Regions from separate parts of the Mus musculus genome. Here all the other regions are linked to region 4. Evidence: chromatin contacts called from public HiChIP or PLAC-seq and promoter capture Hi-C data. All regions are on one chromosome and are shown on one strand. Each heading gives the region's core, a stretch centred on a gene start, on an enhancer-like site or on the middle of the called end of the contact. The rest is flanking DNA. Distances are from core to core; before and after follow the strand shown.

Region 1 (3,656 bases), core at 133-2,632, 730 kb before region 4:
GAGTTGGAACCCTTTGTCTAGGGAGCAATTTTATTCACCTCTCAGGATGGGCTGGCCTTCTGTGATGCTGCAGGGGCAACTAGAATCACTCCACCTCACCACTGTATTGACAGGTGGGATTCCTATAAAGGAATCAGGATGCTTACCAGGAAGCTGCTCTCAGCTCTCAGTCGCTCACCCAAAGAGCAGCCCATCACATGCACCAACAAATGCCACCTGCTTGTCTCACCTATATCCTGAAGACCCTGATCTTTCTCCTTCCTGAAGACTGTAGGACCCCAGAAGGCTGAGCCCCTCCAGTCGCTGCTTCCCATACAACATGCATTCAGCTAGTATATGATATATAAAGGAGCAAGCTGCACACAGTGTTTGGGTCCCTCCAGGGCCGCAGGGCAAGCTGAAAAACAAGCACACACTCTGCCCTGAGAGTGTCTTTAACTCCAGGGGGCAAGGCACGGTTAGTACTAAAGGTGCAACAGGGAATCCCGTTTCTCTAGAATTCAAGGTTATTTATGAATTACCATCCACTTAACATACATGGAACGAGCACCTGTCAGGGATCAGGTGCTAGGCTTATACAAGCCAATGAAAACTGCTCTTGGGATCTTACTGGTAGAAGGAAAAAGACTAATTCTAGTACTAAGTACTAGTTGGAAGATTGAGAAAAATATGGGGCAGGGGACGGGGGGCGCTGGCTATGAGGGCAGAGTGGAGTTTCTAGCTTAGGGAAGGTAATTCATATCATTGGCTCTGTGAAAAGGACTGGATAGACAGATCTGCCCAGGAAGTCACTTGGGGGTGGGGTGAGGTGGAAAGGGCTTTCCAGGAAGTAGAAACAGGCAGCATGAAGGCAGGAGTTGGAGGGTATTTGGCTGTGGCCCAGAACCACCAAGTAAGTCTGAAAGTGGTGGGCACTGGGCGGGGGAGTTGGGAGAAGAAGGGGGAAGGGGAGGGGGAGGCGCGGGGGGGGGGGTTGCCTGACCATAGCGGCTGGTGGAGGATGGAGCAGGACCCGCTTGTCACAAAGGACAGCTAATTGGAATGCCATGACTGTGCAGCACAAAGTCTTGGCGCAGAATTCAGTCTCTGGGTCATTCAGGCTTCTAGAGTTCCCTCCAGAGTTTTAAGTCATTGGGCTTGTCATTTTCCTTCTGGGTCCCTTTTCCTGCAACCGCTATCCAGGAGTGGGAAAATAGCCCTCAGGTCTTACCAAAGTTTCTGGATCCGGACAGTGGCTCGCTCCCTGGAGCAGGATTCGAATTGTACTTCAGGTGCAGGCTCTGAAATCTATTCGCCCTCCGTTCCCTGCCGCTGCTGCTGCCCATGGAAGTCCGGGCCTGGCCGGTTCTCTTCTGTTTCGTTTTCCCGGCGGACTCCGCCTTCCCACACTGCTCTGGGCCCCTCCCGCACCGGCTCGCACCCGCGAGAAGTCAGGTAGGCGTGTCGCCTCTGTACCCCAGCGCGGGAGCCAAGGTCCGGGCCCGCCTCCCCTCTCCTGTGCAACTGCAGTAACTGCCAGCTTCTCCAGGTTTCGGACACTTCCTGGCTTCCATTCTGGGAAAGCTCTGCAGGAAGAAGAAGGAGAAACCCAAGCCTCCTGCTCCTGGATCAATGATCACAATCTACTTTTCAAAACAAACTTTGAGGAAGCAACTGGGCACATGGATGCTACCGAATTCCGATGTGCAGTGGGAGATACTGAGTAACTCGCCTCTCAGAGGGTCCAGCCAAGCTATGTCTGTGACAATTGAAGTCCAGGTTTGTAAACGTTAGTCTCCTTCCCCTTTCACACTGCCATGCCAAGGAGGACATAGCCATCTTGACAACATTGGCCAGAGGGTTGAAGAATTCTCTCTTAAATCTATTTGTCCAGCCCTCAGCAGTTACCTGCTAGCCCCTTGTTGCATATCACTCACCAGGCCAGGCCCCTGTTAAGATCCACCTGCTCCCAGAAAGGCCACAAGGAATGTTTTATCACAAGGCCAACACCAGCAGTCCCTGCTTAATAAGGAACCTTGCCTGAGCTGGAGAGATGGCTCAGCAGGTAAAAGCACTGACTGCTCTTCCAGAGGTCCTGAGTTCAATTCCCAGCAACCACATGGTGGCTCACAACCATCTGTAATGGGATCCGATGCCCTCTTCTGGTGTGTCTGAAGACAGCTATAGTGAACTCGTATACGGGTTAAAACAAAATTAAAAAAAAAAAAAGAAAAGAAAAGCAATCCTACCTTCCTGTAAGACTGTAACACACTCCCATAATGGAACTTGCTGGCCCAGGACTTGAGGGTTTAGCTTGTGGCACACTGCCCAGTGACACATCTTCATGCCTGCACTCTGAGCTGAGCACCATCCCTATGAGGAGAACTCAGGAGCTAGAATTAGAACCGGGAAATTGTACTCCCAACATGGCAACTGGTGAGAGATGGAAAAGTCCCAAGACAGAGCCCCCAATTTCACAGTCAACATTGCTGTGCCCACTCCTTTCTTCTTCCTTTCCTGTAAGGTAGGAGAACAACAGCCTAACTTTTCTTGTAGCGTGGATCCTGGGTGTAATTTGAGGTCTCTAATGTGAAAAGCCCGTGACCAGATCAGCCTCGATAAACTCCCGCTCCCTACTATAGCACCTTAAATGAACACCCGACTACCTAGGGAGAAGCTGACAGCGAGATCTCTGCAGACATTTCTCTACTGAACATTCACAATGGATGCCATTCTGCTCACTCTACCTATTCCATTCTAGGTGGTTTACTCTTGGCATTTCCAAAGACCCATGATCACCATAATTTCTTCGGGGTCTTGGAACATCTAGCTGAAGTGTTAGCCACTGAAAGGGGTGCCTCTGGATCTTTCTGGAGGCGAATGGTTAGGGAGCAAGTGTGCAAGTGATGTACACCCAATCTTATCAACTCCCAATATTCTCCACGAGTTGGTGAGTGTTTTGTTTTGAGATTGGCATGTAGTATAGACTGGCTTCAAATTTGTCGTGAAGCTAAAAGTGACCGTGAACTTCCAGTTTTCCTGTGTTCACCTCCAAGATCCATACCACAATGCCTAGTCACTGTAGTGTTGGGGAAGAGACCATGGGAAGCAGACACTACCAGCTGAGCAAGCCAGCAGGTGTGTTCCTGTTGCTTTGCTTGATGGTTGGAGTCAAGGTCTGATTGAAGCCCTAAGTGATCTAGAACTTTTAAAGCTCGGCTGACTTCACACTTGTAGCAAGCCTCCTGCCTCTTCCTCCTAAGTGGTAGGATGACTGAGACGCTACAGATAGGTCAATCTTTCTAGAATGTTCTCTACATCCTCCTGTTAGTTTCACGTGACTGCTTATGACCCTGCAACAGAAAAATCTGTATGGTACAAAAACAGACAGCTTAGCTTTGCCTCAACGATGGTGTTAAGTAGAAGTATAATGTCATGTCTCTTGAGGGAAGCACCTCTAGAGGCCTGCATGCATGGAGTACCCAGAGTAGACGAAGAGGGATTTATCCTGAAGCAACTTGCAGTTTGTCAACCTTAAATCAGTGCAGAGTCAGGCTTGAATTTCACCCACCAGGAAGTCTGAGAAAACTACTACAAATACTTGGACCGATAGTGAGAAGTTTCCTACTGAGAAAAGCTTGAGAAAATGCAAATACAGCATTTGGAAGCCCATTTTG
Region 2 (3,932 bases), core at 262-2,761, 620 kb before region 4:
GTCATATCAGTGAGCTCAGGTCTGACAGGAGAGGTTCTGCCTCGACGAAGGAAAGCACAAGACTAACTGTGGATGGCTTGGACATCAACCCCAGGTCTTTACATGCATGTGCACACATGTGTACCACATCTGCACACACTTGGGCCCACACATGCAAAAGTCATGCAAATACACACACGAACACAATACACATGAAAATGGAAAAGAAAGCTTTATCCATGGAGTCATTTCCCTTGCCCTGAATTGTATATGTCCATTACACAAGGCTGACCATCTTTCATAAGCTTAAGATATAAGAATTCATTATTTATATTTTTGCCTATTTTTAATAGTTCACTGATCCTCAAAAACTCCAAACTCAACTATTCCTCAAAATTATTTTTGCCTCTTCCAGAATGATTCTCAGTACATAGGGGCTATGGCAAAGTCATGGGCAAGCCAAGCGCAGAGGTACACACATGTAATCCCAGCTTCTAATGCTGGGGGCAGAGGATTCAAAGCTCAAGGGCACCCTTGGATAAACAGGGATTTGGAGGTTGGCCTGGACCACATGAGGAAAAAAAAAAAAGGCATGAACCAAACATTAAAAACCACAAACAAAAGCACTTTATATTTCAAAATCTATCAAAAATAACCTGCCAGTGAAATACACAGAAAGCGGAAGCATTTCAAAGATAATGGCTTGTTTTTCTAACAACAGAATAAGGAATAAAGGAAAAGGCCACTCTCCACTCAGTTGTATAATTTTAAAAGGAAAATATATTCTGGAAAAATAAATGCACACAAACTCTTGCTTCCATTTGCAAATCTGCTGTTCTCCTTCACAGGGCAGCAGAGGGACAACTGCCTCGCCATTGCTACTTTCTATGTACCCTTAAGACGTAAGATGCCCCCAAGAAATGGCCTATACACCTTCTAAACACCCCATTCTCATGGAGGAGAGCAAGGGCTCTTGGGACAAGGCTCAGGCCTCCCAGGGTCGCATCCGGGTACATGGTTAGTAGCTCTCAGTAACAAGCCCAGGCTACAGTGAGCTCAGAGCTCCCAGCTGGGTCTTTGTGCATTTCTCGTTTCCAGAACTGGGGTTTGTGAACACTTAGTAGGTACACATGGTGTGGCAGAGTGCACAGGTCAGCTCCAACATGGAACTATCTGCCCAGTTGCTGGTTAAAGCTCAGGCTGGAGAGCACTGCTGCTCTAGGATGAAAGGGTTTAGAGTGCAGGGAAGGTGGACGGGAGCTAGTAACCTCCTAAAACCGCAAAGCCTGTGTTTCCTTCCTTACCCTGCCTCAGCCCTGATTAGAGGGGGAAATGAAGGACAGCTAAGGAACGACGGTTTAAAGCAATTAAAAAAAAAAGTCTTTAATTTGGCCCGTTCCTAACAGCACTCTTTCAGTAGCTTCTCAATTTATTTTATTTTATTATTTTCTTCGGTCAATAACTCCCCTGCCTTGTGCAAAATGAAGGCTTTTCCCAGTTCTAGACCAACTGTGGCGAAACAAAAAGTTTTTATGAGAAACTTGTCTCATAAAAATCTCATGCCAACTAACTTCTGTCAGTGGAATGTCAGATAAGGTAGGAAGCTTACGAAACTTTTATTTTACTTGGCAAGACAGCATTTGCATGTTAACAAACAACATCAGAATTCAATATTATCTGAGTGAATTATTTACCTATCATTAGGCATTTTTAAAAGGTAGTATAAAAATGAGAAACCCTTGGAGTTTTAGGACACATATATTTTTGTTTTCATATAAGTGAGTGAAGTATACTAATTTTAGAGGCTGACACACGAATGCATATATGGGATACTAAATTGATTTTTAAACTTGAGACCAAGTACATCTTTACAGTACATCTTTAAGACTTATTCGGAATGACAGTAAACACATGCTAGGATGTTCTCTTTCCAGGTTTCCTCAGACTCCCGGAGAACCCAGAGCTTAGTTATTTAACTAGCACTTATTAAAAATTCTGTTGGTTATTCTGTAGAAACAAGACTAACATTCATTTAGCACCAATTCTGGAAAGCGCTCAACCATAGGGAAGAATTCCAATGATAATTTTCATTTAAAGCCAAAGTCACTAGTCTAGACGAGTCAGCGAGAACGGACTCACCAGGGACCTGAACTGATTCTTCCCCGCAGGTCTCCGCAGGTCTCCAGTTCACGTGCTCAACTTAACCCCACACGTCTGACATAAACCAGAGAAGTCTTTTTCTTTTTAAAATACACTTTCTCCGCTTGTTTTGTAAGTAGTTCTGAATTGTCTTTAACTTTAATGCTTGGACTTTCCCTCTTTTAGCTAAGATTGTAACCTGAATGTACAGCAAATTAACTTTCCCATCATCAGTTTAAGTATTTAGTAATGACTGCCCAACACTATTTAACCTAGATAATATGTGTGTATGTATCTACATGTATATGTATATACATGCACACACACACACACACACACACACACACACACATATATATATATATATATATATCTCAGAAAGATTAGAATGTCGCCAAGCCACTGCAACACAGCTGTAGTAGAGAGAATGGGGAAAGAAAACAACACAGAATGACAACTCTGTCCTAGAAAACAAAAGACACAGCTGGGGTTTTCATCCGCTATGACAGAACTGAAAATTACAACCAACTCATGTCTACAGAGACAATGGATCCATTCATTCAGACAGACCAAATCACCCCTCAAGTACACTGAATATTTGGTCTTCAGATCTAGTATTTAAATGATCAAAACTAAAGCCAAGTATTTTAAATCACCTAAAAACAGACAGAATTTCAATTTTACTAAATGCCATTATAACTCAAATGAATTGCTTTCTACCAACTTCCTTTCTCATTCCAATTACATCTAGTTTTTTCATTCAACAAACTAATAGCAAGAGTAGCTTTAGAGGGTATTTTTTAAGCCTCTTATCAATATGAAATCAAGTAAACATGGGAGCTAACATCCACTAGGTAGTCATCACATACCAGACACTGTGAATAAACTCTCCCAGTTTAAATAAACACGTCAGAACTAAAATTAAAAAAATATGTATGTATATATGGTTTTGTTGACATACGGCAACTAAATGCTGCAACTTTGATGTTCACTAAAGTTTTAAAACATCTATAGAACCAAGGATCTTTCTAAATTTAGAGTCTTTGAAGCCACAGGTATGTTTTCTGAGCATTATGGCCCAGGACTGCACTAAGAACTTTCTTTTTAATCACAACAACTCTTTATAAAGGTTTATCATAGGCTTGTAATGTGACGCTCAGCTGGTCTGGCTGACACACTTCGCCTGGCTCAGCCCCACTTCTACTGCTGCCAGACTGCATTCTAAGGTCTGACTGTCTTCCGGGTCCCACGACTTCCCTGGGGCTTCCTGCAAACACACCTTCTCTTCAGTATATACATCCCTAGAAGGTAGAAATCACACTCGTGTTCATTTTGCTTTGTAAACTATGAATCACTAGGAATCTAGGAGTTTGAGGGCAGCTCGGTGGTAGAGTACACGCTTAGCACGCACAAGGCCCTGGGTTCAATCGCCAGCGCCCCATATATACACATGTTCTTACACAGAAGAAGGAAAATGCCCACTATTTGCATGACCTTGTTTTTAGTATAAAAGCAAATAAAATGTGTTCTGTACTAAATGTTTACTGAGAGTAAGGTATTTCTGAGGAAAGACACGAAGAAGCTAGCACTGACCTCAATGTAATACGTTGGAAGACTTTCAAAGCTTAAAAAAAAAAAAGGAAGCTAAGTTTTGGCTTATGCTAACAACAACAACAAAAGAAACTCCACCTCACCCCACCCTCAGGATGTGTCATGAACCTGGATGAAATTCAAAAAGTGACCTCTTTTGGTCATATCTAAGTTTTAAACAAAACTCAACTAAAAATGATTTACTAGCTAAAGGGATTTCTTGG
Region 3 (3,541 bases), core at 990-3,489, 870 kb after region 4:
CAGAGTGAGTTCCAGGACAGCCAGGGCTATGCAGAGAAACCCTGTCTCGAAAAAAAGAAACTGGTGACTAATTACATACATTGAAAAACAAAACAAAATCCACAATGCCAGCCACACAAAATAGATTTCAGCAAGGACCACCCAAGTGGCAAGTTAGAGTAGTCTGCCAACTTCTACAATGCTCTGTCTACCATTCTAAAGGAGCCTCGAGTGTTATTTTGGAGGTTTCCTTAGAATAGGAGCTATTGCTTTTAAGCCATATACCTCAAACTGGTTCTATGAGAGCTTTTGTACATATAAATCAATTTTTTGTCTTCATCCTGTCCTGTCAAAATACCAAACTTCTAGCATCATGAGGCATTCTTCTCCAATTCTCCAAGCTAAGCAGGCAATTGTGCAGGTAAAGCCAATGTAGAAATGGACTGAAGTCTCATGGAGTCATTAAGGATGCACAACAAGGTGGTCTCTTTGATTTTCTTAGAAAACATACAGAGGTTTGTAAGTAGGGAGACACTTGAGGATAAAGCGCAGGAACCTAAGTCTGAAAGATAAAAGCAAAGTCTTCCAACAAAGCCAACAGTTTCCACATAACATACCAAGAGGGGAAGGGGAGAACAGGGCAGACGAGAAACTGAAAGGTACTGGCCTCTGGGAGTATGAAATACCTTTCAAGACTTTCTGGTAAAATAGAAAGGCTCTGCATAATGGCACAGTAAACGCCAGGTACTCAGTAGTAACAAAACTGCATTTTAGCAAAGATAGCACGAAAATCATCTGAGCAACAAGAAATGGGAGATTAAATTGTAAAACAATTTCTACAGGTAAGGCAAATGAAAACAAAAACCAATCTGGTTGTTTTAAAATCCATTCAAGCACACCTGTTTCAGATGTCTTAGTACAGTATTTACTATGTCACTAAGTGTTGCTGTAGAAGCTGTTAAAATGTAGCAACATTCACGAATAACTTTAACCACTGGCAAACAAAAATCCAAAATGCCTAACCAAAGGACAGACAGTTGCTTTAGAAGCTTTTAAAATGTAGCAACATTTCCAAATAAAAAGATGCAAAACACCAAACCAAATGACGTTCAAAGATTCTCAGACACTTCAAAAGAACCAATCTGAATACAGTGGCATGTGCATCACCGCTGTAATGGGGGAGGGGGTCAAGAAAACGGGGAGTTATGACTGAGGACGAGCACAGCCGAGCAGGCCATGTTCTTGCTGGCAGGCAACCTCGCAATTACTTAGGCAAGCACTGTGGCCAAGGCACTTTCGAGCCAGTGAGAGTACCGGACTCCTAAAACGAGAGGTTGACCGCAGTTCGGAAGATCGAGAAGGTAGGCAATGGCCTTCGTTGACCTCCACGGAAAACCGAGGCTCCTCCAACCCCCGCCTCCGCGCTTGGATGATCCAGACCAACCCTCCCCGACTGTGTGCGGCCTTCCCACGCACCCCGGGCGAGTGTCAACAGCTGGAGCAGCGGACGCGGGGAACCTCGCAGCCCGAGCAGACCTCCCCGAGATCCGAGACCGGGAAGAAAGACGACAGTGGCGCCCCGCCTCCCCACCCTCGCCCAGCCCCGCGCGGACTGCGGCCGGGAAGCGGGTTCCGCGCCCCTACCTTTTTCAGCGCAGGCACCAGCAGCCCCCGCCACTTGGGCGCGTTCTCCTCGCTGAAAAACTCGTAAGGCAGCTGCTGCGCCTGCATGGTGCCCGCGGGGCGCCTCGGGGCGGGCGGAGGGGCGGCGGCTCGCGGCGCGGAGAAGGGCCACAGCCCGTGCACGGCCCGGCCCCCTCGGGGCGCCGCGCGGCCCGGCTAGCGCTGGCGAGGAGTCTGGGGGGCGAGGCCCGCGGCCGGACACCCACCCGACACGCGCGCCGCTCGCCGAGAGCCAACGCAACCCGGCGGCGGCGGCGGCGGCATCCCGCACCACCGCCCCGGGGCAGGCCCCCCGCTCCGCCCCGGGCCGCCCTCCGCCGGGGCTGCGCTCCCCGGCACGGCCTGGCCCGCCGAGAGACGGCGCGTGGATGGACGCTCCGGCCGGTGGCGCCCGCTCGCCAGCGGGGAACTCAAGCGAGAGGCCCAGAACGGGACGAAGCGGGAGCAGGGGTCGGTGGGGAACGGGGAGGGCCCGAGGTCGCTGCCGGGGAATCCGGCCGCTTGGCCGTCGCCGCCGCTGCTGCTACCGCTGCCGCTGCCGCCGCCGGTGTAGCGCCGGAGCTTCCTACTAGCAAACTGAACCTGCTCGCAACTGAGCATGCGCCGCTGGCCCGGGCCGGTTCGCTCCGGGTTTTCCGGCTGCCCGCGGATGAGGAGGGGTGCGCGCCAGAGGCTGGGGAGGGCACTCGCAGAGGCGGGGCTGAAGGACCCTGAAGGCGAACCCGCGACCCGAGAACCTGGGTGTGGGGGCCTGCGAGCAGGCGAAGCGCCCCTTTTGTGTGGTCCCACAGCCCGGGAGCCCATCCAGCTCTAGGAGATCCTAGGCCCTGTGTTTCAGAAAAGGGGTGTGTGTACTTTGTTCCCAGCACGAAGATAAGGAGTGCCCCGAGCATGCACTGTATACTAAACAGATTGCACAAAAGATAGATCCCTCTCACAAAAACAAAACAAAACAAAACAAAAAAAAAAAAAAAACAAAAGGCCCGACTGCTCAGTGTTTGTCTAGTGGGAGGAGAGATTGCCTGTTTCCATCTGCCTTTCCATGCCATGAGGACGTAACGCATACGTGTAGTATTTATTGATCATGTGTCTATTCAAACCCACAAGCTTTTATTTATGGATTTAGTCCATCCTGCTTGGGATCTTTCATAGCTTCAACTGGATAATTAGCTTCTGGAAGGGAGGGATTTCCCCCCAGCCCTCACCTCGCCTTGGTACAGGACCCAGGATAGAGATATGAAAATCACAGAATGCTATAAAAGCAGTATCTATGAATTGTCCGTCCATCCTAAGGATGGACTTGCTTCCTGTAGTGGCACTGTGCAACGCTGTGGCACATGTGCTCTATCATTGAACGCTTTCTTAGTAAAACGTCTTAGTTTTCAGTTTTCATTTCATAGATGAGAAGACAGTTGGAAGAACCATGCTGTTTTGTAGTACAATAAACAAGATCTCACAGATGAAAAATGTTTGAAACCACCATCTTTTAGACTACCTCTTAGGATCTGAATGAAATCTACAAGCCTTTCCTTTTATAATACATGTACAGATTTGCATCTTAAAAAAAAAGAAGTCCCCCTCATTTTGAACGTGTTCAGTAATAGTTTGAAGTCCATCCATTAACCATCAGAGTAGTAAGACAACAGCAGACCTGCTGGTGGGAGGGCTCAGCCAGGAAAGAGCAGGTGCAGCCAAGACTGGGAACCCAAGTTCTGTCTTAGATACCCAAACGCTGGGAGCAGAAAAACTGACTCCCAGAAGTTCGTCTGATCTCTACACATGGCCAATGGCAGGTGCACCACACACAAGATAAATATAATTTTTTAAAGAGAAAGGCAGAGGAATTATAGCTTAGGAAGGACTTAGAAAAGGAATTTCA
Region 4 (3,664 bases), core at 1,024-3,523:
CCAGAGGAGCTTGAGAGACAGTTCAGCCCTTAAGAGCACTGGCTACTCTTCGATTGAACCCAGAGCCAATTCCCAGCATCCACCTGGTTGCTCACAACCACCTGTATATCCAGCTCCAGGTGACCCAACCCCCTCTTCTAGCCTGTGTAGACAAGGCACACACACTGTACACAAACACGCACGCAGGCAAAACATCCATAAACATAAAATAAAAATCAATAAATCTTTAAAAGAATGAAGCCAGAGAACTGGGAATAAGACTCATCAGACCCTTTCCCTTTCTGCGGAACATTTCCTTCAAGCTCTCTGAGAAATGCGGGTGAGTTTGCTGTTTGGAAACAGGAGTTGGAGACTTCATAACTGAACTGAAGGACTGACAGTTCAGCACTGTTCACAATGAAGTTGAGACTAAAAAACTTTATAGGTGAATGGGAAAAAATCATGGAATGTGGGTTCTAATAGTTGACTGCTATCAATCCTTGAGTTTTACAATAAAATTCCTATCAAATTCTTGACAAAAGGAAAAGTGATTCAGGCCAAGGAAACAGACAGGACACTTAATTGTCTTCAAACCAAACAGTTTGTTTCCCTCAATGGATGTCACAGGTGATTAAGGAATTAGAACTCAGAAACACAAAAGGCACAGGCAAGCAGTAATTATGTCGTAGGGACCAGCGTAGGCTGAAAGCAGCAGGAGGTTTAGACTTCCTTAAACTATTTTTTGTTTGTTTGTTTGTTTTTTGTTTTTTCCAAGACAGGGTTTCTCTGTGAAGCCCTGGCTGTCCTGGAACTCACTCTGTAGACCAGGCTGGCCTCGATCCGCCTGCCTCTGCCTCCCAAGTGCTGGGATTAAAGGCGTGCGCCGCCACGCCCGGCTACTTCCTTAAACTCTTTATCCTTTCATGCATAAACTTTTTTTTTTTTTAATTATATGTAAGTACACTGTAGCTGTCCTCAGACACTCCAGAAGAGGGAGTCAGATCTCATTACGGATGGTTGTGAGCCACCATGTGGTTGCTGGGATTTGAACTTCGGACCTTCGGAAGAGCAGTCGAGTGCTCTTACCTGCTGAGCCATCTCACCAGCCCTCGTGCATAAACTTTTAAAGCACAAATGAACCCCGAGGGACAAGGAATGTGTCCAATAGCTTCTCAAGGGAAAGAGATCAAGGTTGGTGGATTTACCAAGACTAGTATAACCCAGTATGAAAGGAACACCATGTAAGAAGAGATGCCGGGTGGTTTGTTTACAGAGGAGAATGACTAGAGACCGGTCCTGTGAGGGTGTGCTGGGCCATGTCTCCAGCTCCAGCATGCTGTGCTTTTAGTAAAATGGCAGAAGCTAGGTTGTAATAAACTTGATTTCACACTAGGAAGTAAAAATTCTATAATGTGAAATTGTTTTCTTCAATTTCCTTCAGTAAAGAATAGTATATTGTACAATCAATCAACCCTGATTCTTTTTACAGCGGTTTGGTTCTTATGTTTTTGATAAACAGGGGTGCATCCATTTTTAATTCTATTCAGTTCATTGATGGGAACTTTAGTAATTAAGACTGTTCTCAGCCGGGCAGTGGTGACGCACGCCTTTAGTCCCAGCACTTGGGAGGCAGAGGCAGGCGGATTTCTGAGTTCCAGGCCAGCCTTGTCTACAGAGTGAGTTCCAGGACAACCAGGGCTATATAGAGAAACCCTATATTGACCCTCCCCCCAAAAGACTGTTCTCATCAAGTCAAAAGTTTAAGTCAACCATGCTCCAAGTGAGAGCTTTACAGAGGGGCATTTAAGCAGTTTTTTAAAAGTTTGACAGAATTATCATTACACAATCTGCAGAGCGTGATGCTGTGCAAACCTTCAACACCAGCCACCTGAATCCAAGAAGACTGGTTTTGAACTGAAAGCAACTCAAAACAGCAGGGGACAAAGAGGCTGGGAATTTGGTTCATAGAACATCAAAGTGAGTTGAAGTCAGGAAAACCAGATGATGGTGCAAGAAGTCTGCGTTTGACTGAAGGAAGGTTAAAAGTTGTGCCGTGGGGGTGGAGGTGAGCTAAGGGCGGGGAGGCCTTGGAAGCCATCGGTGGCAGGGATGGCCCAGTGGATGCGCCGGGTGGAGGGGGGCAGTTGCCTCCGAGGCGGCCTGCGGGGCGCTCTGCGGGGCTCAGCTTTCCGGGTCGAGAGAAGCAGGCCCGGAGCCCGGGGCTGAGCAGTGCTGGCGGCCGGAGGAGGCGGGAGCCCCGGGCCGCTAGCGGCTCCTCCCCCGGCGCCTCCGTTATCTGGGTCAGACACGAAGGCCACCACGCAGGACCTTGGGACCCGCAGGCTGCACAGGGTTCCACTCGGCCATCCTCTCCTGGCTCGCCCGCTCGCCCGCGGGTCCCGGTTCCCTGGCTCCAGCCCCAGAGAAGCCTGCGCAACGACTCCGGGTGCGTACCTAGCCAGGGAAGGGGTACCTGGGCGGGCTGGGCTCGGCAGCCCGGGTCCGACGGGCGGTGGGGCGTGTGGAAGAAGGCGGCGGCACTTCCGGCGGCTGCTCCACTTCCGGGTCGCGGCCTGCCGCCTGGTGACCTGGGGCTGCGGGCACTCCTGGCACCATCCTAGAGGAGCCTGCGCCCTGGAGAGGTGGCTTCCTGACCCCCGAGCCCAGGCGACCACCGGAGGCGGGCACCGCGCCTCTGCTCCTGCCTCAGGCTCGCGCCAACCTTGTTCTCTTTGCGTGCCCCCCAACTAAAAAAGAAAAAAATTTTGATTGTCTGCCCTTTTTTATACAAACATGGAAACTAGACTAACAGCACTACTACTAACATTTGCAAATAAGTTGAATACTAAAAGGCTCCAAATTTAAATTATAGATGAGGAAATGCATGAAAGTCTGATGGAGTGTTAGAATTCAATGGTAAAGTACTTGCATCGCTGAATACATGATAGCCCCAAGAACTCCGTCCGAATGTTGCCTTCCGAAGCTTGAAACTTAAAGCTGATTTGTAAGGCATGTTGCTTGACCCTCTTGGTCGTTTTCGTTCCTCTTGTTTATGGGTTCGAGCTCTTTATGCCTTCCCCTTATCCCAAGGACCAGCTGATGAATTCGTATGAATGTTTCTTAGGAGCTCGTTCTAAACATTCAAGTTACTTTAAGAACATTAATGTCTAGAGGTAAAACTAAGACATGAACGCAATGTTTTCTTTTAAAAGCATTGTGTGTCCTAGTTCCCTTGGAAGTCAACATTTCATTGTTTCACTAGGTGACTCGCTGCTAATAACCTTTGGTTGTGTACTGTATTAATTTTAGGTCATTTATGCAAACATAATAGCTATCCTTTTTCATCGTAAGTGATTTATAACTGGAAGTTTGTAAACTAATAATGTTTTGCTTCCAAAATGCAAACTTGCATCTTAAAATGAGTTGTAAAGTCTGCTCAATAAATTTTAGTTGCCTTATCTGTACTCAGGACAAGAGTATACTACTATAGTCAAGAGTCTAAAAACAATTTAAGTAATTTTATACAACCTTTTAAAGTACACCGTAGGCAAGCAGATTCTGATTTCCAACTTTTATAGTTTTCCTTGTTCATCCGTGTCATATTTCCGATTATTGACACAAAAGCACACTCCAAGTTACTTCTTGTTTGTGCCTTACTATTTTTATTCAGGGTTTTCAAGTCACT
Region 5 (3,622 bases), core at 345-2,844, 680 kb before region 4:
TTTTGATTGTTTGTCTTACTCTTGAATAAGCTGACTTCGTGCTCATACAGCTTCTGGGCCAGGGCTTTGTACTTGGACACGACATCTGGAGGCTGCAGCTCCAAGGAATACTCACCGCTGTACTCCATGTCGTACCACTTGCCTCCAGGCCTGAGTAACATTGTTTGTCTCTCTAGAAATTCAAACACATCGGGTTGTTTATCTTTCTTTGCTTTGGAGACGGGACAGCTCTCAGGACGCTGTTCTGGTACAGTCTTATTTTTCACCTTCTTTTCCGATGTCTTTTTTCCTTCTGTTGCTTTTTGTTTTTTATTCTCCACCTTCAGTAGTTTTGCTTCTTTTTTGCTGGTGTTTTCCTTTTTCTCTGGTTCATCTTCTTCAATCAAAGACTTTGAGTATTTGGCCAAATTCAGATTCTGAATAAATGACTCCAGTTCACCTTGTTGAAGGTCGTCAATGGTTCCCTTTTTGCCCCCATCCACCACTTCCTCATTTTCATCCAAAGTAGCCAGCATAAGGTAATCTTGCTGTAGAAACACATTAAAAAAAAAAAAAAAAGGCCGTATTACAAACCCAGAAATTCAGTAAGAACTTCATTTTTAAAAACCATCACATATGAATTATTACACTATTATCTGGCAAACTCACAGATATCCAACAGGAAAATGTGCCAAAGATAGGTACACAATAGGGAAAAGGCTTTTGAAGAACCTTCTTCAAGATATGAAAAGATTCTCAAGCTGACAGTCACAAAATCCAGTGAAAATCGCAATGATCTAGGCACTCGTAATGCATCAGGTGAGCAAGGTTAAAGGTTTATCTGAGTGGGCAGGGGATGGCTCAGTGGGTCAAGTCTATGCCAAGGAGCCTGGTGATTTAGGTCCGATCCTCGGAAGTCACATAAAAGAGAGAATCGATTCCAAAGTTGTCCTCTGACTTCCACACGAGTGTACCAACAAACATACAACACTCCTTCCAATAATAGAAAGTACTTTATGAGGTAGTGTAGGGAGGAAGAGGCACTTTCATAAAAGGCTAATGTAAACTGGCAGGTTCTTTTAGCGACTTCAATCCAACCTTTTAACCTAGCAGATGTAGATTACACATACGGTCGTGTTCAAAACATTTGCCCACGTGGTTAGAATCCGATCGCCTACATTTTAACGAGGCATAAACCCAGGAGAAAACATGCAAGCCGAACTGTTTTTTTTCCCACTGAAGCGCGGTAACAGTAAATGCGTGGGAAGCTCTCAGAGCAGGTCGGAGGCTGGGCTGCGGGTCCCACCTTCCCGGCAGCCGTGAGCATCCCCTTCCCCAGAGCCTGCGGCCCTTACCTTTGTGCCTCCGAGGCGTAACACCTCCTCCAGGGAGAAGCCATTCTTGCCCTCATCGCCATCCTCCTCGTCTTCCTCATCCGGATCTTCTGTCACCTGTTTGGGACGCCAGGGCTGCTTGGCAAGGAACGCCACAGGTTCCTGGTCGGCCGACATGGCGGGCTGGACACGCGAGTGCAGCCCGGAGCTTACTTCCGCTTTACGGTGACGCACTTCCTATTGCGAGGGCGATTCAGGAAATACCGTTTAAACCCCGCCTCCGGGGCGGAGCCTGGCCTCGGGGTGTAGGAATGAATGCTTTGGTGAGACGCTGCGTGGCCCGCGCGGGTGAGAGTCCCCTTGCAGGATCCTGTTTCCATGGAAACCGTATGGCGCGGCTCCTTGGTCCCTCCGTTGCTCACCTGGGGCTGGAGCAGGAAGCTGGTCCACAGAGAGGCTTAGCTGTGTGGAGGGGCTTGTAGTCATGGGTTCGGTGCATGCCTTGCCTCCATCGGGTCCTGACGTTGGGGCGAAGTTAGTGATGAACGAGGCATCCTTACAAGCTTTAGGCTGCTTGCTGCGCGTGTAAATGAAATGGAGATATCTAATGCGGGCGGTGCTTAATCGTGCTTTTCAGGCCTTCCCTGTATTTGGAGAGGGAAATGCTACAGCTCCGGGAATGAGCCGGCAGAAAGCAACCAGGTGACACCGATGCTGCGGCATCTTATGTACAAAATAAAGTCTACAGGTCCCATCACTGTGGCCGAGTACATGAAGGAGGTTTTGACTAACCCAGCCAAGGTAAACGTAGGGGGAGCGTGAACCACCCAGTGTGTGTACACAGAGGAGCCCGAAGGCCTCTAGAGCCATCAGGTGTTGAGCCACCGCCGAAGTCCTTGGAATATAGTCTTATCTGTCATTTGCGTTAAAGGGCAGTGCCAAAAAAGAGGTCATGACAAATTCCTGCGGAGTTTAGGTGACAGAATGTAATTTAATTTTCCTGAGTTAAAGGAATGCTGATTTTCTAACCGGGGTTGTGGATTTCTGCTGTTTGTATAAGGGAAACGCTGTATGTATGAGGTTGACCTTGAACTTGCAGCATCTTCTTATTTACCCTCCTGAGTGCTGGGATTCTAGGTGGTCTTCACCTGCCTGGCTAAAAGAAAGCTTTGAGTCTTTCTTGAAGGTTAAGCATTATGGTAAAACTTGGGATATGAAGTTAAGACAAAGTCTTCTCCCCAGATAATTAAGCCTTGTAAGAAACGTAATTGTTGTCTTATTTAAAAAAAAAAAAAAGCACTGGATTTAGTTTTGGGTTGGGAGTCTTTGGAGAGAGAAGTCAGTGAAGACACTGTTTGAATAGACTGAATGGATGCCAGGGAGAACTAAAATGAGAAGAAAGTGAGACTTTGCATTGGTATGGAAGAGTGGGAGAGGGCAAGGAGTAGAGAGATGATCTTGTCTGCAGCCCTTCTACTTGAGTAATTGCTGTTTGGTGAGTTTTGCAAAATGACTACTACTATGTAAAATTTAGGTAAAGACTCTGTCCTTATCTTGGTTACTTCAGAAGAGAGAACTTTCTTGGTAAATACTTACTTCACTGTAAGCATTCCATAAAATTTTGGTGGAGCACTTTTGAAAGCTTTATTTGAAAATTAATCTTTTCCATTTCTCCTCTTTTACTCAGGGATATTATGTGCATCAGGATATGCTAGGAGAAAAAGGAGACTTTATTACTTCACCTGAAATAAGCCAAATCTTCGGGGAGGTAATAACCAACATGTAGACCTTAAAAGAAATGTTATAGATACTGAGGGCAGAGCAAGCGATGCTCATGTGTAATAGTGTTTTATGGTGTGTGTGTGTGTGAGTCATCAAATATTTAAAACTTAGAACACTTGAAAAACTCAGATTTCACTATAGAAAAAGAAGAGGAATCCGGGCAGTGGTAGCACATGCCTTTAATCCCAGCACTTGGGAGGCAGAGGCAGGCAGATTTCTGAGTTCAAGGCCAGCCTGGTCTACAAAGTGAGTTCCAGGACAGCCAGGGCTACACAGAAAAACCCTGTCTCGAAAAACCAAAAAAAGAAAAAAAAAAAAAAGAAAGAAAAGAAAAAGGTGGAAACATGTGAAGGACAACGGAAGATAGAAAAGGTTTGAGAAGAGGAAAACCATGAACAATGTGATTGAATGGGGAGAGAGAGAGAAGCAAGTGAGCTAACTGCCAGCTCTGACTTAATCAGATCACGGTGGCGGTCTCCCTGGAAGAAACAGGGTTGTGGCTCATTTACTTCCCTAAAAGTGCCTTT
Region 6 (3,562 bases), core at 514-3,013, 780 kb before region 4:
AAAATAAAGAAAACATGTACAAAACAAGCTTGGATTAAAGAGGCTGTGTAGGAAGTAAAAGGCAAAGAAAAAAAATCTCTTATCACAGAGACCTTTCAGGCACTGATGATTATAAGTGATGTTTTAATCCAGTCACACTGCGCTGCCTAGACAGATATGAAGCATGCAACAAGCAGGACGTAGACAAGGTTTGGGTTTTATTGCTGACTAAGAGAAGGATAAGGTAGAAATTCCCATAGTATAACATCCTCCAATTCCTTAGATGAAAGACTCATAACATTTTCAAAACACAATGCCTTCAATTTTCTTTATATCAACCTATGGTGAGGTGGGCAATGCTTACCTTGTTGGCAGCAACTAGGACTTTATCAAGAAATCTCAACCATTCAAAGATGAACACGGGTCTCTTTGCCTCCGTGATCTGAGCCAAAGCTTCCTCATTTAGCAATAAACTGTGAGCTAGCTCCATTATTGATGTTCTTAATTCACACCTTAAATGAACAGATTCGTTTTTTAAAAAAAGAGTAAAATATATTCTAAGGAATTTTTAATTTATGTGTAGGAGTGTTTTGCCCAAATGTATGTATACACATACATACATACATACATACACACACACACACACACACACACACACACACACACACACACATATATATATATACAGGGTGTTGGCTCCCCCTAGAACTGGAGTTACAGATGGTTGTGAGTCATCTTGTGGGCGCTGGAAATCAAACCCAGGTCCTTGTCAAAAGCAACAAGTATTCTTAATCACGGATTCCTTTCTCCAGCCCTTACATGTAAGGATTTCTTAAATATTAAATGTCAAGTTTCATAAATGCAACCACTAAGCTAGGGAAAGAAAGCGTGGTTTCATTTCTCATTAGAGAACTAACTTTGAAAGGACAATGATTTAAAAGAAAGAAAGAAAGAAAGAAAGAAAGAAAGAAAGAAAGAAAGAAAGAAAGAAAGAAAGAAAGAAAGAAAGAAAGAAAGAAAGAAAGAAAGAAAGAAAGAAAGAAAAAACTGGCGATAAGAATGGAATGAAAGGAAAATGTAAATACTGCAAAAAAGGCACTATTCCGGGGCGGTTGTTTCCCTGTTAGAACACAGGCTATTAACTCATTCTACCCTGAGAACCCCGAAGCACCGAGCTCAGGCGTCTGGGGAGCTTTCTCCGCCACCCGTCCCTCGCCACCGGGACCCAGAAGAGTGACCGTAGGGTTCTGATCGGCGGAGGCGGGCCCCACGGGGACACTGCGGCAGGGGCGCCCGGGACAACCCCTCGCCCCGGGAATGCAGTGCTCCGGGTCTGGATGCACCGGGCCGCTCCGAAGACCCCGACAACTGAGAGTCTGCTGGAAACGCAAACCGGGGTCCCCGGGCCGCCCTGGGATGTCAGCCTCCCGTCGTAGGAGTCCTCGAGCTGTCAACCCCGAGGCTGAGGATCCCCGGCCTCAAAACTCGAATTCCCTCCTCAGCCCTCGGAAAATGTCCTGGGACCCAGGGATGTCACAGCCTGCAGGCTCTGACAGCGCGCGAGACCGCCTCACCTCCTGGTCTAGTCCGAGCCGAGCAGCCAAGCTCCGCTCTGCCGAGGGACCCGGATGCCCCGCCTCCCAAACTCCGGCCCTCAGGAAGCCGGGAGACGACGCATGCGCGAGACACAGGTCCTGCGGACCGGCCCGCCCCCACGTCCTCTTAGCCCCGCCCACCCCAAGTTTCGAAGCGAATCGGCTGTCGGGGACGAGTGGGATGTTTGTGGGTCCTGCGCCAATTGCACGGCGCATGCGCAGCGCGACCTCCGCGGAGCTGGTTCCGGGCAGTAAAGCTCCGGCTTCAGGGTGTGCGGGCGCTCAGGAGAATGACAGAGGTCGGTGCAAGTTGGCTGTGACTGCCTATCACAGCGTCAGCTACGCCCCATCCGTAAGTGGTCGTTTTGGTGGGAGGGTGCAGGAGGGAGGAGAGCGGGAGGGAAGAAAGAGCCTGCGATGCCCGAGGCACCCACAGGAGAGTTAGCCCAGCTCTGTGTGTTCTGTAGCTCTGCTTCAAACTCGGTGCTCAATACTGAAATACGCTAGCAGCACCTATAATCGTCCTGTTGAGAAAGTGGTTGCTCCATTATTTCGGAACAGGCAAAGCGCTTCACCTAAACTTGCTCTGGCTCTTTGACACACACCACCTCCAACCATCAACAGATGCTGCGTGATTTACCCCCTCAGACCCAGAATCCTGACCACTTCGCTGTTGTGACTCTTAAGTGAGGGGTCAGGCCACCAGCATCCCTACCTGGGTTATCTATCGACTTGTGGAGTTTATTCTTATATTTGAAGGAAGTGGATAATGCTAGTGTATGTTGTCCTCATAGGAGGGGAACCTTCACATTTTAAGACCCAATTCCTTATTCTTTTCTCTCTCTCTCTTTTTCTTTCTTTCCTTCTTCCTTCCTTTTTTTTTTTTTTAAGATTTATTTATTATATAGCGTTCTGCCTGCATGTATGCCTACAGGCCCAAAGAGGGCACCAGATTTCATTATAAATAGTTATAAAGCCACCATGTAATTGAACTCAGGACCTCTAGAAGAGCAGACAGTTCTTTTAACCTCTGAGCCATCTCTCCAGCCCCCTTATTCCACTTCCTAACATAATGTCCTCACTATTGGTAATTAACTTCCTCAAACCGTATCATTTAATGAATCTACAGTGCCCCCAGCTGTGAAGTTTCAGTGTGATTTTATGTGAAAATTATATGTAAAAGATGGAATAACTATAAAAGGCAGAGCTTTAAAAGTAACATGTAATCCCTTGTACTTTTGTAAGTGTGTGTGTGTGTATTTTTACACAGGTAGATCATACTGTCCTCGAACTGCTGGGTGCTGAAATCACACCAGAGGGCCACCATGTCTGTGGAGTTAAATGCTTCCCTTAAAAATAATCTAGTTTGAATTAGAGATTTAGCTCAGTTATAAAGCACATTCCTTGCTTGTATGAGGCCCTGGATTCAACACCCATCTCAGCAATTACAACCTCGTTCCGTTTCAGGAACAAGATCACCAAGACTTGTATTCTTTGTGGTTGTGAACCAATTATTTAGCCACATTGAGCCTCAGTTTTCCCTGCTGGAAAGTGGAACTAATACTTCTTATCTACTGGGCTGCTCCTAAGCTAGGTGAGTACTAGGAGACTGCAGGTCAGTCTGATTCATCTCGGGCTTGACTAATCTTCTAAGAGGCGCACTTAGTTGGCTCACTCATTTGTGCCTCGGATCCTCCCACGTGGCCATCTCTACAGAGCTTCTTGAGTGTTCTCATATATGACCACTGACTTCACTCAATTCATTCATACTACCAACTGTAGAGTGCACTGTATAGTGTGACCAAAAAGTCACCCTAAGCCAGGCGCAGGTGGCACTCAAGAGGCAGAGGCAGGTGGATCTCTATGAGTTCAAGGTCAGCCTGATCTACAAAGTGAGCTCCAGGATAGCTGAGACTACATAGAGAAACCCTGCCTCCAGAAAAGCCAAAAACAAAGTCACTCTAATATATCCTATTAAAAACTATTAC
Region 7 (3,470 bases), core at 796-3,295, 880 kb before region 4:
CATGCATGGAGTTAGCTCTCATGCAGTAGTCCCTTGGACCTGAACTCCATAAGCACATTTACAGAATGCGTTGCCAGTAACGACAGGTAAATGTCTGACCATTTCTGCGTACTCTCAAGTCACTGGGTTGAGTACAAGATCAGTCACCACAGGAAGACTTACAAATATCAAATAGACTCATACCTAACAGTAGGGATGAGAAAGTCAGCAAAGAATACAAGCCATGTAACTGCAGAAACGTAAGAAACCATACAGGCCACTACCTGACTTCATTCAATTGCCCTACCCACCGCCCCGAAGTTGGTTACACTCCTGTATTCCTAAGTTTCATCGGAGATAGACATAACCGTGGGCTAGTTCACACAGCTCTATCCACTGACTGTCCGCCTTCTCATTAAAACAGAAACTCCATGAGGGGGGCAGGTTTCGTTAATCGGAGTCTGGATACACAAGGCAGGCATTCACTGAGCCCTGAACCTGTGCTGAATAAGTAAGGGTTGAAACTGAAGCCCAGAGAGGTCACAGAATCCCCTCAAGGTCACAGAGCCGGACTCAAGCCCAGCCTTTATCAGAGACTTATTTACCATAACCTTGCCTGTTTGCTCCTTCTGTGGCCACATCAATCTCTCAAAGCAGTACGCTTCTACAAGCGAGTCTCTTCAGTGTTTCTTTCTCTTCATATTTTGTGCCAAAAAAAAAAAAAACCACCAAAAACCAAAAAAGAAACACACTTCGAGTGCTTCGCAAACAAACTAAAACTGTACTCAAATTTCATAAGCATACAGATTTAGCCCATAAAACAGAGAGGCACAATTCACAGCTCTTTGAGTTCCTCTGGAAATTAGTGTATGTGTTGGAAGTTTTATAAACAGTCACAGTAAACCTACTTACCAACTCAGAGTGACCAGTGAGTTACCAACCTTTCATGCTTCTCTGGCGCACAAGAGCTCCTCTCAGATAAGCATGCTTTATCTGGCAGGTTATGCAAGGGGGCAACGTAGCCCTGAAGCCCCTTTAGTTCCTTTTAAGCTCTGGACATACAAATCAACTCTTGGGAAGTTTGAGATTCTGTGAAAAGATGTCCCACCTCTGCCCATTTTCTGACTCCCATCAATCAAATCCTTCACTGAAACCTATGAGTCTAACCCAAACGCGAATGCGGGATGGGGTCAAAGGGCAGACAGGGAAACATTTTCAGACATAAAACTGGAGCTGACACTGCTAGTAACATCAGTTTCTCGAGGAAAGCCAAGGCCTCACTGATACAACTTGTGTTGCTTTCTCTGGTCACCTTCCTTGCAGAGTGAGCGATAGACAACTGCCAAACCCTTCTGCGAGGAACGTCTCTAGACCTAGGGTGCGTCAGGTTGAGCCAGGATGATCTGCTCGGAGTCTCTCAAAACTACTGTCAACCCAATCAGTAAACCGAAAGGGACAGACAACCCCAAAATGTGGCATGGCAAACCAGTAGGAATAAGCACCGGAGTTGAGAGTGGGGAAAACAGCCGCCGGGAGGGTAAATGGATCAGAAGGAGTGGGAAAACAGGCTCAAGGAAGTGGGATCAGCAAAAAAAAGTCAAAGGTGACTGGAGGAAGGGGGATGAGATTCTGGAAGTGATGGGCGCAAGGCAAGGGGGAGGGGGCGCGAGCGGGCTGGGGGAGGGGGCGAAGGGTCTGGGGCGGGGCTGAAGAGAGAGAAGAGGCGGGATGAGGACCGCCAGGCCGGGAGGGTCTTTACCTGCAGCTCCGCCCGCTCCACCTCCCACTGGGCTCTCTCCACCTCGAAGCGGGCCCATTCGTGCTGCAGGAAGTGCAAGATCCCCGGGAGGCTGTACTGAGCTCGGGCCGCCCCCGCCGCAGCCGCTCCGTCTCCGGCCGCTGCAGCCTCCGCCAGAGGCCCGAGCCCCTTAGCACCGCCAGCTCCCGGGTGGTTGTTGCTGAAGAAGACGCCGGGCCCCGCCTGCTCGTCCATGGCGGCCGCACGAACCCCGGGGAGCTCTCTGCCTAGGCGCCCAGCAGCGGCGGCAAACTGCGGCGGCCAGCTCTGCCTCCTCCCTCCGCCGCTCCCCGCCCACACCCCAGTCAGCAGGGAGCAGCCGCCCGGGCGCGGGGGCCGGGCGAGCCCGTGACGGGCCGGGAAGTGGGTCAACTGCGGCCCGCGGGGCTTGCCGGGAAATGTAGTCCCGGGGCGTGGCGAACCCCGCTTGCCTGTAGGCCTGCGCCTCTCGGAGGCCGGACCGAAGCCACGCCCTTTCCTCGCCACGCCCTCCCCTGACGGCTCCGCGGGTTTCCTCTTCGGCAGTGCGGCCAGCCGATGCCCCTCGGGTCGCGCCGCCGCAGGCTCCCTTCATGCGGAAGTTCGCGAGCGGCGCTCCCTGTTGCATATTCGCACGCGGAAGTTATCACGCCAAGTACCAGCCCTAGCTCCACTTAGTTTAGGGCTTCCTGGTCGTTTTGTTAAGAAATAGGCGCTGGGCAAGCCATCCGGTCGTCTGCCCCCTCGTCGCCCTTTTCGGGGTTCATCAAAGCCTCGACACCCCTGGACCACGGCTTGCCATCGAGCCTACCATTCATCCCCAGAGGGGCTCAGTGCTTGTTAACAGACCAGTTTTCCCTTAGGAGGAGGAACTCTGGTCTTCTCTCTTTCTGCTAAGGTTCGACATTTGCCATGAGGGCTTTTTCTAATTTCCAGTTTAACACTTGGTCTGAAATATTAGTATTAAAAGTCCCTTTCTCTGTGCTAATCCTGCTTGTAAATTCTGCCAAAGTTTTAGATCTCCAGTAATAAAGAAGTGCTGCCTGTCCAATCTCATTTTTCCCCCCATCTTTGCGGCAGTTTTCACTCAATTCGCTTGAACAAGTATTTTATTGTCAGTAATATTCCGTGCCAGGAATATAAAGATAGATGTCACAGTTCTTGTCATCAAAAGGAGGTTGACATACATATAGAGTCACAGAGCCCTAAGGGCTACAATCAGAAGGAACAAAGTCCCTTTTTGCTCTATTGCACTCCTGAACCCGGGAACCTCCCCTTCCCACTTGTCGCTTTCCTAATTTCTTGGGCAATTGATCTTTACACCAAAGGCACACTAAAATCCTTTCCTTCTAAGTGGTTTGCCAGTGTTTTCCCTCTCTGAGTACCCTGATAACTATTATCATTATAAATTTACACTACACCAACTGGAGAAAGGAATGTGCCTGAAGAACATTTAAGAAATGAAAACGAAATTAAGTAATTATTTATCTGTCACTCCAACAAAAAAAAATTGTAATTTTGTTTTGATCTGGTGGACATGAAAAAAGAAAAAAAGAGAGTCAAGATACAAGCTGATGAGTGACTTGCAAGGGAAGGGCATCCTGTCCCTGTCCTCTCTGTTCCCTGGTCTTCCCATGGCAACTTGTGAAAAGGACAGGAAACACATTGTCTCTGCTCGGGTTGCAAAGAGCGATGGCAAAGCCCTCTGCTCAGT

What was found. Promoter capture Hi-C pulls out the DNA fragments that hold promoters and counts their contacts. HiChIP or PLAC-seq counts read pairs in DNA pulled down with a chosen protein or histone mark. Capture Hi-C pulls out chosen DNA fragments and counts their contacts.
Region 1: an H3K27ac HiChIP or PLAC-seq map of acute myeloid leukemia shows a contact between it and region 4, with 7 times the contacts expected there. The contact joins the promoter of Eif2ak2 here to the promoter of Rmdn2 in region 4. A contact is called at or near these places in 4 of 39 promoter capture datasets (cranial neural crest, hippocampal neurons, maxillary cranial neural crest and 1 more), 4 of 115 datasets of contacts at active chromatin or transcription factors (acute myeloid leukemia, bone marrow-derived dendritic cells, bone marrow-derived macrophages and 1 more) and 1 of 9 other capture datasets (macrophages).
Region 2: a promoter capture Hi-C map of liver shows a contact between it and region 4, with 4 times the contacts expected there. The contact joins the enhancer-like site here to the promoter of Rmdn2 in region 4. A contact is called at or near these places in 9 of 39 promoter capture datasets (the 3T3-L1 cell line, 3T3-L1-derived adipocytes, cranial neural crest and 5 more), 3 of 484 Hi-C or Micro-C datasets (bone marrow-derived macrophages and liver), 6 of 115 datasets of contacts at active chromatin or transcription factors (acute myeloid leukemia, bone marrow-derived macrophages, embryonic stem cells and 3 more) and 3 of 9 other capture datasets (embryonic stem cells, liver and macrophages).
Region 3: a contact with region 4 is called in an H3K4me3 HiChIP or PLAC-seq map of bone marrow-derived macrophages, with 5 times the contacts expected there. The contact joins the promoter of Sos1 here to the promoter of Rmdn2 in region 4. A contact is called at or near these places in 1 of 39 promoter capture datasets (liver) and 1 of 115 datasets of contacts at active chromatin or transcription factors (bone marrow-derived macrophages).
Region 5: a promoter capture Hi-C map of liver shows a contact between it and region 4. The contact joins the promoter of Ndufaf7 here to the promoter of Rmdn2 in region 4. A contact is called at or near these places in 13 of 39 promoter capture datasets (the 3T3-L1 cell line, 3T3-L1-derived adipocytes, the SN4741 cell line and 8 more), 6 of 115 datasets of contacts at active chromatin or transcription factors (bone marrow-derived macrophages, embryonic stem cells and stem cell-derived neural progenitor cells) and 4 of 9 other capture datasets (adipose tissue, liver, macrophages and 1 more).
Region 6: a contact with region 4 is called in a promoter capture Hi-C map of pre-B cells, with 4 times the contacts expected there. The contact joins the promoter of Gpatch11 here to the promoter of Rmdn2 in region 4. A contact is called at or near these places in 5 of 39 promoter capture datasets (cranial neural crest, hippocampal neurons, liver and 2 more), 1 of 484 Hi-C or Micro-C datasets (embryonic stem cells), 7 of 115 datasets of contacts at active chromatin or transcription factors (acute myeloid leukemia, astrocytes, bone marrow-derived macrophages and 3 more) and 4 of 9 other capture datasets (adipose tissue, embryonic stem cells, liver and 1 more).
Region 7: a contact with region 4 is called in a promoter capture Hi-C map of liver, with 2.1 times the contacts expected there. The contact joins the promoter of Strn here to the promoter of Rmdn2 in region 4. A contact is called at or near these places in 3 of 39 promoter capture datasets (cranial neural crest, maxillary cranial neural crest and pre-B cells), 1 of 484 Hi-C or Micro-C datasets (embryonic stem cells), 3 of 115 datasets of contacts at active chromatin or transcription factors (embryonic stem cells, memory CD8 T cells and pancreatic cancer cells) and 3 of 9 other capture datasets (adipose tissue, embryonic stem cells and liver).

Annotation. Positions count from the first base shown.
Region 1 is chr17:78,881,190-78,884,845 of GRCm38.p6, forward strand. Eif2ak2 (eukaryotic translation initiation factor 2-alpha kinase 2) reads right to left here and starts at 1,383. Exons shown (of 16, transcript NM_011163.4): 1 at 1,211-1,383. Gm26637 reads left to right here and starts at 695. Exons shown (of 2, transcript XR_876974.2): 1 at 695-892.
Region 2 is chr17:78,991,255-78,995,186 of GRCm38.p6, forward strand. The region is part of intron 2 of Prkd3 (protein kinase D3); the gene reads right to left. All of the region lies in intron 5 of Gm41622 (a long non-coding RNA gene), which reads left to right. Among named protein-coding and RNA genes, the nearest start is that of Gm41622, 9.3 kb to the left of the region's middle. Within about 2 kb of position 1,512, at least 47 of the 459 cell types and tissues checked have an H3K27ac peak or open chromatin away from gene starts, as enhancers often do. A contact at or near this core is called in bone marrow-derived macrophages, hepatocytes and liver, where this site is marked.
Region 3 is chr17:80,478,214-80,481,754 of GRCm38.p6, forward strand. Sos1 (SOS Ras/Rac guanine nucleotide exchange factor 1) reads right to left here and starts at 2,240. Exons shown (of 22, transcript NM_009231.2): 1 at 1,624-2,240. The coding sequence starts at 1,710.
Region 4 is chr17:79,612,944-79,616,607 of GRCm38.p6, forward strand. Rmdn2 (regulator of microtubule dynamics 2) reads left to right here and starts at 2,274. Exons shown (of 11, transcript NM_001368314.1): 1 at 2,274-2,425.
Region 5 is chr17:78,935,541-78,939,162 of GRCm38.p6, forward strand. Ndufaf7 (NADH:ubiquinone oxidoreductase complex assembly factor 7) reads left to right here and starts at 1,595. Exons shown (of 10, transcript NM_028611.3): 1 at 1,595-1,661; 2 at 1,951-2,114; 3 at 3,001-3,081. The coding sequence starts at 1,625. Cebpz (CCAAT/enhancer binding protein zeta) reads right to left here and starts at 1,530. Exons shown (of 16, transcript NM_001024806.2): 1 at 1,335-1,530; 2 at 1-527. The coding sequence starts at 1,490.
Region 6 is chr17:78,833,753-78,837,314 of GRCm38.p6, forward strand. It overlaps Gpatch11 (G patch domain containing 11), which reads left to right and starts at 1,764. Exons shown (of 10, transcript NM_181649.6): 1 at 1,764-1,926; 2 at 3,042-3,168. Heatr5b (HEAT repeat containing 5B) reads right to left here and starts at 1,629. Exons shown (of 36, transcript NM_001081179.1): 1 at 1,554-1,629; 2 at 344-491. The coding sequence starts at 469.
Region 7 is chr17:78,734,516-78,737,985 of GRCm38.p6, forward strand. It overlaps Strn (striatin, calmodulin binding protein), which reads right to left and starts at 2,046. Exons shown (of 18, transcript NM_011500.3): 1 at 1,739-2,046. The coding sequence starts at 1,972.